Linked DNA regions of Sus scrofa: regions 1 and 2 are each linked to region 3. The links are chromatin contacts, called in public Hi-C and HiChIP or PLAC-seq maps. All regions are on one chromosome and are shown on one strand. The core of a region is the stretch at or near the end of the contact, and the rest is flanking DNA. Distances in the headings are between cores, read along the strand shown. Region 1 holds the start of LONRF3 (LON peptidase N-terminal domain and RING finger protein 3). Region 2 holds the start of DOCK11 (dedicator of cytokinesis protein 11). Region 3 holds the start of IL13RA1 (interleukin 13 receptor subunit alpha 1).

What was found. Hi-C and Micro-C count contacts between places; a contact is called where the count stands out from the background. HiChIP or PLAC-seq counts read pairs in DNA pulled down with a chosen protein or histone mark.
Region 1: a Hi-C map of liver shows a contact between it and region 3, with 4 times the contacts expected there. The contact joins the promoter of LONRF3 here to the promoter of IL13RA1 in region 3. A contact is called at or near these places in 1 of 5 promoter capture datasets (liver), 2 of 47 Hi-C or Micro-C datasets (both in liver) and 1 of 2 datasets of contacts at active chromatin or transcription factors (alveolar macrophages).
Region 2: an H3K27ac HiChIP or PLAC-seq map of alveolar macrophages shows a contact between it and region 3. The contact joins the promoter of DOCK11 here to the promoter of IL13RA1 in region 3. A contact is called at or near these places in 1 of 47 Hi-C or Micro-C datasets (embryonic fibroblasts) and 1 of 2 datasets of contacts at active chromatin or transcription factors (alveolar macrophages).

The regions. Positions count from the first base shown.
Region 1 is chrX:97,493,003-97,495,986 of Sscrofa11.1, reverse strand. It overlaps LONRF3 (LON peptidase N-terminal domain and RING finger protein 3), which reads right to left and starts at 1,682. Exons shown (of 13, transcript XM_013986385.2): 1 at 714-1,682. The coding sequence starts at 1,524.
Region 2 is chrX:97,067,079-97,070,466 of Sscrofa11.1, reverse strand. It overlaps DOCK11 (dedicator of cytokinesis protein 11), which reads right to left and starts at 1,979. Exons shown (of 54, transcript XM_021080484.1): 1 at 1,735-1,979. The coding sequence starts at 1,836.
Region 3 is chrX:97,299,246-97,302,696 of Sscrofa11.1, reverse strand. IL13RA1 (interleukin 13 receptor subunit alpha 1) reads right to left here and starts at 1,737. Exons shown (of 11, transcript NM_214341.1): 1 at 1,659-1,737. The coding sequence starts at 1,737.

The DNA.
Region 1 (2,984 bases), core at 433-2,932, 190 kb before region 3:
GGATGGTTTCCGAGGCGAGCGTGGCCCACTTCGGTTACCTCAGCCGTTACACAATCCCGCCCGCCCGCGCGGAGGAGGGGCCGCCCGGCCCGGGCCGCTCGCGGCCCTTATGCAACCAGTGCTCTCCTGACCTAATTCCACGCCGGACCCACCCCACCGGGAGCCGCGGCCCCGGAAGGGACAACTCCCGGCCGTCACGGCGGCTCCGGGTCGGGCGGGAGAGGCAGACGCAGGCGCCGACCGAACATCTCGGGCTGGCGGGAGCCCAGAAGCCCCGGCGCACTGGCAAGGGTGCGAAGTTCCCTTCCCGGACCGCAAGGTGCGGGCAGGTGTCCGAGGGGCCCAGGAGTGCAGAGGCAGAAGGAGAAGGCGAGCCCGAGAAACAGAGGTGGTGACACGGAGCAAGAGACAGAGTGACAAAGATGCGGAGAGGGAAAAAGCCACGGAAACAGAGTGACACACAAACAGAAGCAGGGACTGAGCGACGCAGAAACACAAAAGCTAACAGGAGACACAGGAAAAGACAAAGAGCAGGGAGACAGACAGAGACCCAGAGAAAGGGCGATGAATCGGCAGCGACGGAGAAAAAGTAGGGGACTGAACTCCAGAAACCCCCTCCCCCACTCCGGGCTCGATCCATCCCCCGGTCCGCGCGCCTTCCTCCGCCCGACCCGCCTCCCATTTCGCGGGTCCCGGCGGCACAGTGGGCTCACCCAGCCTAACTGCCTCGTTGTACTTGAGCAGCGCCGCCTCCACCTGGCGCTCGCGGTACAGCCGGTTGCCCTCGTGCCGGAGTTGCGACGCCCGTGCCGGGCCTGGGAACAACTTGCCGAGGAGGCCGCTCAGCACCACGTTGACCCGCAGCGGCGGCGGCGCCTGCTGCCCAGCCCGCCGGGCCCCGCGCGCCCGCCCGGTGGCCACCATCAACGCGGAGAGCTTGACGCCGCACAGCGCACAGCGCCGGTCGGCTGCCCGCCCGCGTTCCAGGCACAGTTTACAAAAGGTGTGGCCGCAGGACAAGGACACGGGGTCTGAGAGAAATCCATGGCACTTCCGGCACTTGAAGCCGTCCCACACCTCGGTGGCCTCGGCAGCCGTCGCCACCCCCGCGTCTTCCGCCGCCACCGCGCAGCTCACCGCGAGGCTCCCGTCCGGGGGCTCCGGAGCCTCGCCTCGCGGGACGTTCTCGGCCAGGCAGCGCACCAACTGCTCCAGCTGCTCAGCCACCAGCTGCTGCCGCTCTGAGAGCTGTCGGTACACCTCGAGGGCTTCCCGGAGGCGCCCCCCAGACGCCAGGGCATCGGCCTGCTTGAGCAGGACTTTACACTCGGGCGTCGAGGCCCTCGGAGGCTGCTCCTGCCCTGGCGGCCGCGTCGGTAGAGGTGCGGGGCCTTCTCTAGCCGCCTCCGGGTGGGGGCCCGTGTCTCCGCGGGCCGCTGATGCCGCCGGCTCAGCCAGCTCCAAGTTGTTGCTGCCGAGCTCGGCGGGCAAGCTCAGCATCTGCCCAGTCTGAAATGAATCCATAGGGAGAGGGTCACGCGCGGAAAGAGGCGTCTAGGGGCCGGGGACGCGGAGCAGGGAGCGGCGGCTGGAGGGAATCGGGGCTGCCACGGCCGCCGCTCTGCCGCGCGCCGCTCCCCGCCGCGCCTCTGCGAGCTCCATGCCTGCTGCCCCGCGCCGCCTAATAACTGTCTTGTCTCAGCAAAGTGTTATATAAAACGGCACCACGTGATGCGCCGCCACGCTGCTCATTGGCCGGCAGCAGGGCGATTGTTACAAAACCAGACAGTTTTGTAACAGTGTTGCGCTTGCTTCTTTCGGCTTCGCTTTTCTTGGCTTCTTTTTGAGGTTGTTTGTGTTTACACTCCGTCTTATTTCCCCCTTGCAATGTGGTTCCTTTTCGGAAGAGGGGGAGGGAAAAAAAATTAAAACGGCGTCTTCTCTTGCGCTTCTCCGACTCCAAAACCCTACCCCATCCCACCTCCAAACCCGCCAGCAAACAGGTCCCCTCTGCCAGTCGCTCGCTAACGGCCCCCTCCCCGCTCTAGAGGCCGGTACCTCGAGGCGCGCAGTCCACCAGGTCTTCGGAGACGCCGGAGGCTCGCCTTCCCAGGGGCGACGGCGGCTGTCTGCGAAGGGAAGCGGGTTGAGAAGGTCCCCGGGAAGCCCCCCACCCGGGTCCCGGTCCCGGCCCGGCTCCTCACACCCGGAGACCCTGGCCACTTTCCCCAGGGAGTCCCCCAAAGGTAGTGAATGCGGTTATCCGAGGGCGCTGGGTCTCCTGTGCTGGGAGCGACTCGGACCAGGGGGCCAAGCGGGCTCAGCAGTTGGGCGGCGCTCGCCGAGAGGAGAGGGGCGCGCGGAGAAGATGCGCTCGCCAGCTCCGGCCGGGAGGAGGCGGCCCGCACGCCCTGCTTTCTCACCTCTCCGTCCTCCAACGCTGGAACCTGCGCTAGGGCGGGCGGCGGGCGGCCCGCGCCCCCGCTGAAGACGCGCCGGGCCCCGGGGACCACAGGCAGGACGGGCGCGGCCTCGAGAGCAAGGCCTGCTGGGGTCAGTGGGTACTCCGGGGCCACGGGAGAACAGCGGGCGGAAGACCGCAACCCGGAGCACTGCTCGGGAGAAAGTCCGTGAGTCCCCGGCGCACTCCAGCGGCCGGCGCAGCCGCCTCCAGGTTCGCCGCTCCAGAGCGCAGAGCTCTGACACAGGCGCTTCATAGCGGGGGGCTGCGCACCAGCCAAGCCGCAGTGCTTGGCTCATAATGGCTAGGGGCCGCGAGGGTGCCCCGCTTACTTCCAGAAAGCCAATGTGAGCCGCCCACGCTCTGTCTCTCTGCTCACCCCCCACATCGGACAGGAGCCACACGCACAAATAAGCTGACAAGCTCAGAGAACTAAAGGAAGAACGTACTTCTCCCAGGGTCACACCGCTCAGAGCCGGAAGGCGGGGTCTAGGCTTGCCCCGACTCAGTGGGCCTTCGGTCG
Region 2 (3,388 bases), core at 730-3,229, 230 kb after region 3:
GGAAAGCATTTCCTGTGCTACAGAGACTGAATCACTTGTTAACAAACACCCAAGCTGAGAGCCCTGGTATAAACTCCCTACACACAGCCTGCCCTCCTCTCTCAACTGCCTGTGATGACAATGGAGGTTCCAATCTGACCCCAACAGGACCTCATTCGAAAATCGGTGAGACACACAATAAGCCAAGTCCATTAAAACAACATTAAAGCTCTGGTTTTTCAGCTCTGCTAAACAGCAGGATTAAACTTTCAAGGGTCCAGCCACGATAGGGAGATTTCTTTAAAGTCACTTGGCTTTGCACAGTTGTAGCTATTAGGGATCAGATCTTTATCTCAAAGGTACATATTTTACCTTTGATCCTCCTCCAGAACTCCCACTAATGTCAACTTTCTCCACTGTTGGGATCAGGCCCCTGGCCTCCCTTTAATGTTGGTTTTATCGCAGATTCTACAAGATCAACAGAAAAATTACAAGGAAAAGCTGTGAAGTTCCCTTCCGATAAGTTGTTTTAACAAAAAGAGCTCACTCTTAACGGTGAGATTTAAACACAGCAGAGGACTCGCTGTAAGGTAGAATGGAGAGAGACAAAAACGAACAAACAAAAAAGCCCACAAAAAAACCAAAGTAACAAAACAAATGCTAATTAGCCAGCCAGACTGCTTATTTAGGTTTTGCTTGCTGGTCCAGGAAATTGGCAACGAGTATCTTGAAAACAGGAGCAGGGGCAAGTGCCCGTTAGTAGTACCCGTCGGCTTCGCTCCTGAGTCAGACAATCCGGATGCGGCTGAGGGTGCGCTGGGAGGGTTCCCAGGGGGTCTGCGCGCTTTCCAATTCCCATCCCCCAGCCCTGAGCGGTGCGGCTCTGAGCCCAGGTCCTCCATCCCTTCACCGGCGTACACCATCTTCCCCCAAGGCCCCATCTCCTTGCTTCTGGAGCGCTCCCGGGTTCCAGGGGACACCCTCCCCGTGGGGCGGCCGACTCCGCGCCCACTTGCCCCGGAACCCCGTTGTCTCCAGTCCCCTCCCTCCGAGGCAGCAGCAGCAGCAGCAGCAGCAGCAGCAGCAGCAGCAGCAGCAGCAGCAGCAGCACCCTTCTACACCCATCACCACCCTCTCCCCAGTAGCAGGAGGAAGTCGCTCCGCTTCCTCTGTTCTCACCGCCCGCCGGGGCTTGGGCGCCCGGGGCTTTTTGGGTGGGGTTCCTTTTTTGTGTACACGGTATGTGTGTGTGTGTGTGTGTGTGTGTGTGTGCGCGCGCGCGCGCACGAGTGTGTGTGTGTGTGTGTGTGTGCGCGCGCAAAACATTCATCGCATCCTTCCGCCTAGGCTGCTTCAGGTGCAGGCTGGAGGGAATCGGGATCTCGCCGCGCCCCGGTCGCCCGCTCTTTGTGCCGGGTCTAGGGCAGCGCGGGGTGCGCTCTCGAGCTCACATCCCCCGCCCCGGCCCCAGTGCCGAGCCCCCGACTGCCCGTAGGCGTCCAGCCGGGCGCACGCCTCCGCGGTGCCTGGCAGCCGGGCAGCCGCAGCGCTGTCAGCGGGCGCCAGGGCTTCGGACCCTGGCGAGCAGCTGCCGCGGCGAAAACTTAGTGAAGCGGAGAAAGAGCGCGGAGCGCACCCGGCGGCTGCCGCCAGCGCCGTTCCCGTCCCGACCCCGCGCGCGCGCGCGCGGGAAGCCGCCGGGTCGCTCTCGCCCGGAGCGTGTCCCCCGGGACGCCCGGTCCCCCGGCCACTCACCAGCACCACGGAGCCCCGCACGGCCTCCGACACGCTCTGCCGGAGCTCGGCCGCCGTGCCGGGCTTGCTGAGCCGCTTGGTGAATTTGCGCACTTCGGCCATGGCAGCGCGGGCAGGTCTCGGCGGGCGTGCTCACTGCCTCGGGCCGGGGCAGCCGCGGTCGCTGCTGCTCCCCGTGTTTACACGCCTGCCGGCCGGCCACATCTCAGTCGGCGGCGGCGGCGCGGCTCCCGCGGCTCCTCCCTCCCGCCCTCCGCTGCCCCTCCCTCCGTCCCTCCTTCACTCGCTCTCTCGCCCGCTGTCCTGCCCCACGGCGGCGGCCGCTCCCTCCCCTAGAGAGCCCGAGCTCTGCTCGCCAGCCGCCCGAGGAGGAGGGTGTGTCTGGCGAGGAAGGGTGTGTGGAGGGGGAGGGAGAACTGGAGGGGGGGCGAGGGTCACGAGGGAAGAGGGGGGAAGTGGCAACCGCTCGGGCTCCGCCCGCAGCTGATGTTGCTGGTGCAGCCGCATCCGGGAGCGGAGATCTGGGCTGCTTCGTTTTGTGTGCGCGCGCGTGCGTGTGTGTGTGTGTGTGTGTGTGTGTGTGTTGGGGGGGGCACGAAATGTCTCCAAGTGAGCGGTGTGCTCTACCCCAGCGCTCCTTTCCCGTCCCGGAGGCTGCAGGGCCCTCCGGGAGGGTGAGGGAACTCTCGCGTCCCCTACCCCGCAAGCCTCCGGGGTCGAGGCGGCGAAGGGCTGCGGAACAACGTGGAGAGGCCGCCTATTGTGTGCTCCGCCGGGGAGGGTCGCGCCGATGTCAAAAGACAGCGAGCGGTTTTTTGGGCTGGAGCGACTCGCTAGGGTCCTCTCCCGTCCACACAGTTTTCTTACGCGCGGTCCTCCTCACGTGGTTGGGGGGCGGGGGGGGGGAGCGCAGCCCTAGGAGGGAGCAGCCTTTGGGGATTGGAAACTTGCTGTGGCAGAACCCACTCCCCCACCCCCATCCCCACCAGGGCGGGGGAGAGCTGCATGGGGGGCCTGAGCCTGTGGCAGGTTGTCTCGTTCTGCAGAGACTGTGCGTCACGGGTGGGGTGGGGTGGGAGTGCTGTTGGGAAGGCCCTGACCTGGAGTCTGGAGGACCTAGCGCGCTTCTAGAAGCTTTTACACACTCTGCAACCACCTTGCCATTTCCTACTCCCTTCCTTAGCCTCTTCACCTTCCAAGAAGAAATTGTTTCCCAAGAATCAAAGAACATCTTCTAACTAGATGTAAAATAAACAAGCTTAAGACAGAAATAAGGAAGTGAAATCTTCGAGTACTACTGGTGACCCTGTAAAACCTCCCCAAGTACAAAGTGAGAGATTCTGCTAATCGCGGCAGTTTTCTTTCTGGTTACTTCATGTGTTGAGAGTTTGAAAATGGCCAGTAATTCCTCTGGAGCCATGCAGCCCTTCTATGGGCACTTTCCCCACCTTTCCCATCTTCAAAGACCAAGCAGTCACACCTACAGATAGGACTTTGCTTTGAAAACCAGGGCATGGTTGATGTTTCTGTGACTCCAGAGAAGGCCAAGTCTCTTAGCAACCAGTCTGTTTCAGCAGCCATCACAGGAATGCCAGTAAAGCCCAAACTTTCCAAGAGGGCTTGGGGCCTGGAGGTCCTGTAAAGGCGGACACCT
Region 3 (3,451 bases), core at 488-2,987:
CTGGAGTAGCACTGGGAAAATCAGGAGACTAATGAGACGGGTGACCCTAGACAAGTCCTTTCCCTTCTCTGGACTGCAGCTGCCCTATATATATAATTATGGAAACTGGATTTCCCCAAGTAAACTACAGGCACTTGGGGGGGGGGGGCGAGGATTACACTGTACATTCTAAGGTTCTAAGTGAACCTACAGAGCCTGGCTCAGTACTAAACAAGAAAAGCACTTGAATTTTTATTTATTTATTTATTTATTTATTTTTGTCTTTTTAGGGCTGCCCCTGGGGCATATGGAAGTTCCCAAACCAGGGGTTCAATCGGAGCTGCAGCGGAGGGCCTACGCCAGAGCCACAGCAAAGTGGGACCCCTGAGCAGTGTCTGCAACCTACACAGCAGCTCAGGGCAACGCGAGATCCTTAACTCACTGAGCGAGCCCCGGGATTGAACCCACATCCTCACAGATACTAGTTGGGTTCGTTACTGCTGAGCCACAATGGAAAGTCCTCACTTGAATTATTAGCTGACCAACTTCAAACCTCCCCAGGTCTCTATTCCAAGGCCACCTTTTCAGTGGAGGTCTTCCTACTCCACCTTATTTACAATGGCAGCCCCCTCCTCTGCGTTGTTTTCCTCCAAAGTACTTCTCGCCATCTGACATACCTTATATTTCACTCCCGCCCCCCTTTCTCAGACTCTGCCAACTGCAGAGAAGCACCAAAGGGCAGGGACTCTGTTTTGCTCATCTGCGGCATTCTCAGCCCCTAGAACACAGCCTGGCAGTGAGCCGGCTCTGCACACGTTTTGTTGACTGAATCAACACAGGGCAGCGAGGTTTCCTAATCAACATTTCAACTTGGGTTTCAAAGTACAACACGCTGGTGAAATTGCAATAAACAAAACTGGAAGCGTTTGTGTCAACATGACAATAAAACCTATCGACTTTGGATCTACTATCCTCACCAAGAAGGTCCGGAAAAAGCCATCCCTGAGCAACTCATCAGCCCCCACTTTTCACAGTAACTCTTGGTTGATTAATTTGAAATTGCCGCACGGGGGGGGGGGAGGGGCATACACGAACGCTCTATGTTTGCAACTTTTCTGTAAATTGAAAATTATTCCAAAGTATAAAGGTTGCTTTTTTTTAAAGGAAAATATTAAAGAAAGGCATCCACGCGGATGCTGCTCCGGGTTTCCCACTGGATTTCTTGGACGCCAGAGGAGGCCGTGACCCTCACGTCCTTTTCCTTCAGGAACTAGGAGCCTCAGAGGTTGCCTCCAACTCTCACTCCCTCACTAGACCCGCTGCGCTAGAAGCCCCGGCGGGTCCCCGGCTCGCCGGGACCTCGGTCGCCGTCCCCGCGGGCTTCTGGGCCCTCAACCCCTCCCGGGCTCACGGGCCACATGCCCGGTCCCGACTCCGCGGCCACGGACTCGTTTCGGTCCGGCCCCGGGCTCCTCGGCGCTTCCCGACGGCCAAGGGACGTCCTCCGGCCCCTCCGCCGCTCTGGGTCCTTCACCTCGAGCCGCACGCGAGTGGCGGCGGCGGCGGCGGCCGCGGGGGCATCGCGGAGCCCGCCCCCGGCGCCCACCGCCGCCCTCGGCCCGGCGGGCCTCTCGGCCGCGACCCCCGCCGCCCCGGGCCCCAGGGGCCGCACTACTCACCTGCGGGCGCGGCCAGCCCGCCGCCGCCGGCGCAGAACAGCAGCGCCCACAGCCCGTAGAGCCGCGCCGGCCGCTCCATGCAGCCCCTCGCTCGGAGCCCGGCCGGGCAGCAGCCGCGGCAGTCTCCGCCTCCTCCGCTCCCTCTCCCACTTCCCGGCTCCGCCGCCCTGGAGGCCGGGGGCCGGCGCAGACGGGAAGGGCCGCCCCGCCCACCGGCCGCAGGTAACCCCTGGCGGCCGGCGCGGGTGGAGGGGCGGGGCGTCGGTGGCTCCCGCAGCGGCTTCTGCTGCGCAACACCTGGCCCTGCCGCAGCCCAGTCCCCCGCCCCGAGGCGGATCGCCGGCCAAACGGAACTTCCCCGACCGCGTCGCGGCCCGGCCCCCGCGCCTGCAAGCCGAGCGGACCGTGCAGACCGGCGGAGCCCCGGACGTGCTGGGGGAGCTGTATTCCACCGGGCTCCCCGGGCAGGGCCTTCTCTGGGAACGAGCCTTGGCCTGGGAGTCTGGAGACGCGGCTTCCAAACGTGGGCCTCTGAGCCCTTGTTTCCTAAACTCTGACTCCCGAGTTAGTAATCCCAGGTCTGACCTCAGAGGGTGGACTTGGAAGACCAGAGGAGGGGATGTGGCGGGAGCATGCTTTGTAAACAGGATGAAAAGTATATTTGAAATCTGTTGATAATGGGGGGGGAGGAAGCAAAAATTGTAAATATGACCGACAGTGCCATACTATATACTTGGATTTTTAAAAATGTTTCCTTTTTTGGCGGCCCCACGACATATGGAATTCCCGGGCCAGGGATCCTATCCAAGTCGCAGTTGCTACCTAGGCCGCAGCTGCAGCACCGCAGGATCCTTAACCCGCTGTGTCTAGCCAGGAATCAAACTGGCGTCCTAGCGCTCCCAAGAGGCCACCGAACCCGTTGCGCCACAAAGGGATGTTTTTAAAGCTCACGACCAACTTTCTACATACTGCTTTTTCATACATATAGAGAGATGGAAGGTGGGTGGCTGAGGCTTAATGTCGCTGGGGATGGAGGAAAAGAGGAACCCTTGGTTTCCTATGGCTGCTGTAACAAATTACCACGAATTGACTAAAAACACCCCAGTTTTATTATATTAGCGTTCTGGAGGTCAGAAGTCCCACTAGGGTAAAATCAAGGCGTGGCTGGAGCTGTTTTCCTTCTGGAGGTTCTAAGGGAGAATCTGTCTCCATGCCTTTTCCAGCTTCTGGAGGCCGACTGCATTCCTTGGCCCCTTTCTGTACCACTCAGACCTCTGCTTCCCTTAGCACATCTCCTGCTCTGACTCTGACCCTCCTGCCTTCCTTTTTCTTTTTTGAGAAGCCTTGTAATTAGATTGCACCTACCAGATATCCAGAAGGAACTAGTGGTTAGCAGTGGGACGGGAGGAGTGGGAGGTGCAAACTATTGGGTATAAAATAGGCTCCAAAGGGAGTTGCCCGTCGCGGCTCAGTGGTTAACAAACTCCACTAGTATCCACGAGGATGCAGGTTCGTATTCCTGACCTCACTCAGTAGGTTAAGGATCCAGCGTTGCCAAGAGTTGTGGTGTAGGTCGAAGATGCGGCTCAGATCACATGTTGCTGTAGCTGTGGTGTAGGCCAGTAGCAACAGTTCCAATTCAACCCCTAGCCTAGGAATCCCCATATGCCTCAGGTGCTGCCCTAAGAAGACAAAAGATGAAATAAATAAATAAAACAGGCTACAAGGATGTAGTCTACACTGGGGATATAGCCAATATTTTATAATAACTGTAAATGAAGTGTAACCTTTAA